Regions from separate parts of the Sus scrofa genome. Here region 1 is linked to region 2. A link is a contact called in public HiChIP or PLAC-seq data. All regions are on one chromosome and are shown on one strand. Each heading gives the region's core, a stretch centred on a gene start, on an enhancer-like site or on the middle of the called end of the contact. The rest is flanking DNA. Distances are from core to core; before and after follow the strand shown.

The links. HiChIP or PLAC-seq counts read pairs in DNA pulled down with a chosen protein or histone mark.
Region 1: an H3K27ac HiChIP or PLAC-seq map of skeletal muscle shows a contact between it and region 2, with 4 times the contacts expected there. The contact joins two enhancer-like sites. A contact is called at or near these places in 22 of 47 Hi-C or Micro-C datasets (alveolar macrophages, blood, brain and 11 more) and 1 of 2 datasets of contacts at active chromatin or transcription factors (skeletal muscle).

What each region holds. Positions count from the first base shown.
Region 1 is chr10:32,369,018-32,371,717 of Sscrofa11.1, reverse strand. The region is part of intron 1 of FAM219A (protein FAM219A); the gene reads right to left. Among named protein-coding and RNA genes, the nearest start is that of FAM219A, 15 kb to the right of the region's middle. Within about 2 kb of position 1,332, at least 3 of the 83 cell types and tissues checked have an H3K27ac peak or open chromatin away from gene starts, as enhancers often do. A contact at or near this core is called in skeletal muscle, where this site is marked.
Region 2 is chr10:32,294,700-32,297,399 of Sscrofa11.1, reverse strand. DNAI1 (dynein intermediate chain 1, axonemal) reads left to right here. Exons shown (of 20, transcript XM_021064678.1): 11 at 176-293; 12 at 511-554. LOC110255674 (a long non-coding RNA gene) reads right to left here. Exons shown (of 3, transcript XR_002336316.1): 2 at 2,449-2,677; 3 at 1-1,078. Among named protein-coding and RNA genes, the nearest start is that of ENHO, 23 kb to the right of the region's middle. Within about 2 kb of position 1,364, at least 36 of the 83 cell types and tissues checked have an H3K27ac peak or open chromatin away from gene starts, as enhancers often do. A contact at or near this core is called in skeletal muscle, where this site is marked.

The DNA.
Region 1 (2,700 bases), core at 83-2,582, 74 kb before region 2:
GATCTCTACCTCCCAAGGACACTCAGACCAACTCCTCTCATGGGGGCTTCCTTAGACAACCTGTCTGCTGTAGCTCAGCCCTGGCAAATGAAGGATGTGAAACAGGTTCCATCAGGAACAGGGAGGCCGATGGATGATAGAACATATTTTGCTGACTGGTTCCCTTGGTGCCAATGTTTTCCTTTTTTTTTTTTTTTTTTTTTGTCTTTTTGCCTTTTCTAGGGCCACTCCTGCAGCATATGGAGGTTCCCAGGCTAGGGGTCTAATCAGAGCTGTAGCCACCGGCCTACGCCAGAGCCACAGCAACGCAGGATCCGAGCTGGGTCTGCAACCTGCACCACAGCTCATGGCAACACCGGATCGTTAACCCACTGAGCAAGGGCAGGGATCGAACCCGCAACCTCATGGTTCCTAGTTGGATTTGTTAACCACTGCGCCACGACAGGAACTCCTGTTTTCCTTTTTTGTTGTCTGTCCTTTTGGGGCCACACCTGCGGCATATGGAAGTTCCCAGGCTAGGGGTCGAATTGGAGCTGTAGCTGCCAGCCGCAGCCACAGGAATGTCAGAGCGGAGCCATGTCTGAAACCTACACCACAGCTCATGGCAATGCCGGATCCTTAACCCAAGGAGTGAGGCCAGGGATCGAACCTGCGTCCTAATGGATGCTAGTCAGATTCGTTTTCACTGAGCCATAATGGAACTCCAGTGTCATTGTTTTCAACCTTGAATATCATCCCCCAACTTGGTCTCCCTCCCCGACTGCATGTGATTTTCCCTCCTCTTCTCCAAACTACTTACTAGCCACCACCACTTCCCCACATCAATATCCCCACTCGGCCTTTCCCTAATCTTATGACCTCCTCTGGGCCAGGGCTGGAAGCAGCGGCCCACTGAGAGCAGAGAGGACTTTCTGGAAGCTGAAATCCTCATGGAACCCCTTAGGGATTTGTAGGAGGCCCCAGTGGAGGCCCCTCTCACCAGCTGCTGTGATTTATAGGCCAATAGACTGCTGGCTTTCCCACCAGAGGCAGTCCTGCCCCTGAACAGAGCAGCTTGTAGCATTTGGTTTCTGTGGTAAAAAGAATGTGAACCCCATGCCTGACACACAGAGAACAGGACATCCAGGCTGGCACTTTCCCCTCCCTCCAGGAGCCCCAGATACTTGTTTTCATCTCCAGGAGGATGTGTGCAAGTCATCCAATGGTGGAAGGTTCAGGTAGGAGTTCATCATCAGCAGAGCTAAGTTTTTGGCTCACTAAGTATTACACATCACAGAGCTATTCATAGCTTTTCCAGCCTCACAACAAAGTGGGCTGCCAAATCCTCTGCTTTGCTACCAATGGGAGGGCGGCTGGGTTGGCTCTCCTGTGTTCTCCCATGGCTTCCACTCCTGAAAATGGACCTCATGCTGCAAAGGGAGAGGATGGAGAAAGGCTGGTTTGCAGGGATTCGGGATTCAGACTGCCCACGCAGCTGGGAGTCCCCACCCACTGGGGAGCATGAAGCAAGTCACTCCTTGTCAGAGATTCAAGCTCCTTCTCATCTTGTATCAGGGCTCAAATGTCACTTTCTTTTTCTTTCTTTCTTTCTTTATTTTTTTGCTTTTTAGGGCTGCAAGTGTGGCATATGGAAGCTCCCAGGCTAGGGGTCCAACTGGAGCTGCAGCCACTAACCTGCACCACAGCCACAGCAACGCTGGATCCGAGCCTCATCTGTGACCTACACCACAGCTCATGGCGATACCAGGTCCTTAACCCACTGAGCGAGGTCAGGGATTGAACCCGCATCCTCACAGATACTAGTGGGGTTCTTAACCTGCTAAGCCACAATGGGAATCCCTCAAATGTTACTCTCATAGGAGCTTTGCCTGACATCCTCAGTCTAATATGGAAGGCTTTAGTATTCTCTCATGCCACCTTGTTCTTGTCTTTTCCAGCACCTGTCGTAGTTTGTCACTGTAATTTTATGTGTGCATTTTATTTGTTGAGTATCTGTCTCTCCCACTAGATTGCCAGTTCATAAAGGCAGGGACCATGTTTGCCTTTATTTGTCCTATTATCCCTTGTGACTGGTACAGTGTCTTGCAAGTAGCAGATGCGCAAAAGATATATATATATATATATATATATTTGTTTTTTTGCCTTTTCTAGGGCCGCTCCCTCGGCATATGGAGGTTCAGCAACACGGGATCCAAGCTGCATCTGCGATCTACACCACAACTCATGGCAACGCCAGATCCTTAACCCACTGAGCGAGGCCAGGGATTGAACCCGCAACCTCATGGTTCCTAGTCAGATTTGTTAACCACTGTGCCACGATGGGAACTCCTCAAAAGATATTTTTTGAATAATAAATGAGTGCTCCAATCTAACTATCCCCTGCATCTCCCACAATTCCCCACAAGTACCTCCTACTCTGATAACTCCCACCCAGTTGTCTCCCTCTGGGTCTCTCCTGCTCTGCTCCCTAGAATCACCTCCCAACTCCTCCCTACTCTTACTCGTGTTTAAAGGAAGGAGCTGTAGTTTTCTATAGTTCTGCTTCATGCGAGCAGGTTTCTTCTCGGCCAGACTGGGAGCTCTGGGGAGCCAAGGAGTTAAAAGGGGAGTTGGGATGATAGAATTCACAACACAATGCATCAAAGTGGACACTCCAAATCAGCACATCATATGTGTCAAGTTACATGCTAGAGGTCATAG
Region 2 (2,700 bases), core at 115-2,614:
CAGGGATTTTTCTAAGTACTTTACATATATTAGCAATTCATCCTCACACCTGTCCTTTGAGATAGGTACTATTACTATTCCCGCTCTAAAATATAAAGAGGTTAATTGTTTGGGCCAAGGAGGTCCACACAGAAAGTGGCAGTCCCAGGGCTGACTCAGCCTGTGTGTGTTTAAGATTTTAAGTACTACGAGGATGTTGCTGATGAATACCGGGACCAGGAGGGTACGCTGCTGCCTCTCTGGAAGTTCCAAAATGACAAAGCCAAGCGGCTGGCCGTCACCGCCCTCTGCTGGTGAGTACAGACATTGCAAAAAACCTAGAGTCCCTGAGCACCTGCTGGCCCTTGAAGGACCCCCAGCTTGTTGGAAAAAAATGAAACTGGGACTCTTAGGGGATCATCATAGGTCTCTAAGCTCAACAGTAGATGTATGCAGCGTGGTTAAGGCACCAGTGTTCACGGGAGAGCCATGTCCATTTCCTGAGCCAATGGGTTCTTATTTCCTTTGCAGGAATCCAAAGTATAATGATCTGTTTGCAGTGGGATATGGCTCCTGTAAGTAATCTGGCTATTTGTTCCTTTGCCCACTCAACTAGCAAACACCAAGTACCTACTCAGTGCAGAGCTCTAGGCCAGATGTGAAAGATACAAAGATGCCTAAGATCTAGTCACTGCCCTCAGGGTGCTCCCAGTCTAATGGAAAAGACCCACCATCCTACTGGCAATTAGTGCTGGGTGAAGGGCTATGCCAAAACGAGCCTCAAAGGAATTATTGTGGCAGAGAAAGAGAGGGCAGAGGACTTCCTGCATAGGGAGCAGCATATGCAACGGCCAGTGGGAGGCATGAGAGACACAGGAGGAAATGAAGCTGAGGAGGGGGGCGGGCAAGAAGTTGGGCCTCTCTCCCGAGGGGAAACCACTGAAGGGATTCAAGAAGCACTGGGACCCAACCACTGCTGCGGTGGGGTGGGGGGACTGGTGAGACATCCCAAGGAGAGACGAAAAGGATCTGAGCCACCAGCATGGCGCGGGGCTGGAGCAGTGGGTTTGAGAAGCCGAGAAGGTAGACTGGACCCGACCTGGGGAGGAAAGGACGGGGCTGAAGGGTAGAGTTTCCCCAGCAGGCCGGGCTGGAGGCGGTGTTGGTGCTCATCACTGCCCCTGAACCCCAGGAGGCCACCGCCCTGGGATGTTCCCTCCCGCCAGTTACCCTCCCCCCACAGCAGGGGGCAGCACTGTGGAGACCTTGGGGCAGTTGGCTTTCCTTCTGTTCCCCGGTCGCCCGCAGAAGCCCCTGCCTCCGCACTGGCCTGGACGTTCCCGCTTCCTAACGGGAGAGGGCCTCATGCTTCGCGGTAGCTGCCGCTCCGCAGGCTAACGGCGTGTTTTCTGGCTGGGAGGCTTAGCTTCTGCGAGCCGCAGAGCCTTCCCCTTCTCCAAGCTGCTGCTGCTGGCTGGCAGGCGCATGGGCTCCTGGTCTCTGCCCCCTCAGGCCGCCTGTCCGCCCAGCCCATTCTTTGAGCGGAGGTGGGGGAAGGAAGGGGGGGGCGCGGAGGAGCTGGTGTTTGTCATTCCTCTCAGGGAGGAGCCCTTGGAGCTGCTCCCAGTCCCGTGGTCAGGGCTGCCTTTGAGGATGCCCTAAATGCCCGCTTTGTGTCCCCACTCCCGAGGATGGGCTGCTGCCAAGTGGGGAGCACCCGCCCCCGCTGGCAGGGAGCACGAACATTCCTCCCCCCTCTGCTGCAGCTACTGGGCCTGGAACAGGGCCGGGACCAAGCAGGCCCTCCCAGGAGTGGGTGTGGAGCCCTCTATGAGGCTGCTCTCCGCCCAGGCTCTCTGCCCAGGACCGAGCATGGGGGAGGGGGCTCCCCAGCAGGTGGGAGGAGAAACCGCTTCAGCTCTAGCCTCACCCAGGGCCAGAAGGGGGGCTCAGCCAGTTGGGGGGTCATGTAGAGATTGCCCATGGGGGCAGGCTTAGCCCTAAGCAGCAGAGAAGACCAACCCCTCCCCCCCCCCAGGAATTGATGGCTGTGAGCCGGGCAAGCCCAGCAGCCTCCTTTGGGCAGGCAGGCACCAGGGAAGGGCCCTTTGTCCTTTGTTGGCCACATCCACGTGCCTGGGTGGCACCACTATGGGTTGCAGACCTTCCGGCTAGGGAGGTCACTTCCCAGTGGTGTGACCTGGGGCCAGAAGCTGCTGAGACCCTGTTTTTTTTTTTTTTTTTTTTTCTTTGCCCTGGTGACAGAGAGGCTGATGCCCATCGGCCCTCCATCTCAGGGCTGTTAGGAGACACGTGCCCTGTAAGCTGTAGGAATCACCCACACATAAAGCACAACCATTGACGATTTGTCTGTCATTCTGTCTCCTAGCTTTCCTGCCGGACCTTCAGGTGGCCTGAGCAGAGAGAGGGGGCTGTGGGGACAGAGAGGAACTCAGACGAGGCCCCTACCTTTTCTTAGAGAGTGGGGCCAGTGGTGGCACCAGCATCGGCTGCCACTGGCACGGGAGCTGTTGACCAGCTTTGCAATGGGCGTCTCTTCTCCAGAGCCTTGCGCATCTCAGCACCACGCTGCAGGGTCCCGGATAGAGCCAGGGTGCACTGGAACTCACAAGGCCCTTGCATTCACTCCAGAGGTCGCCTCTGGGAGTCCCATGCCCTTGAATGCCCAGGAGCCTCCCTGGAAGAAAGAGGGCAAAGCTG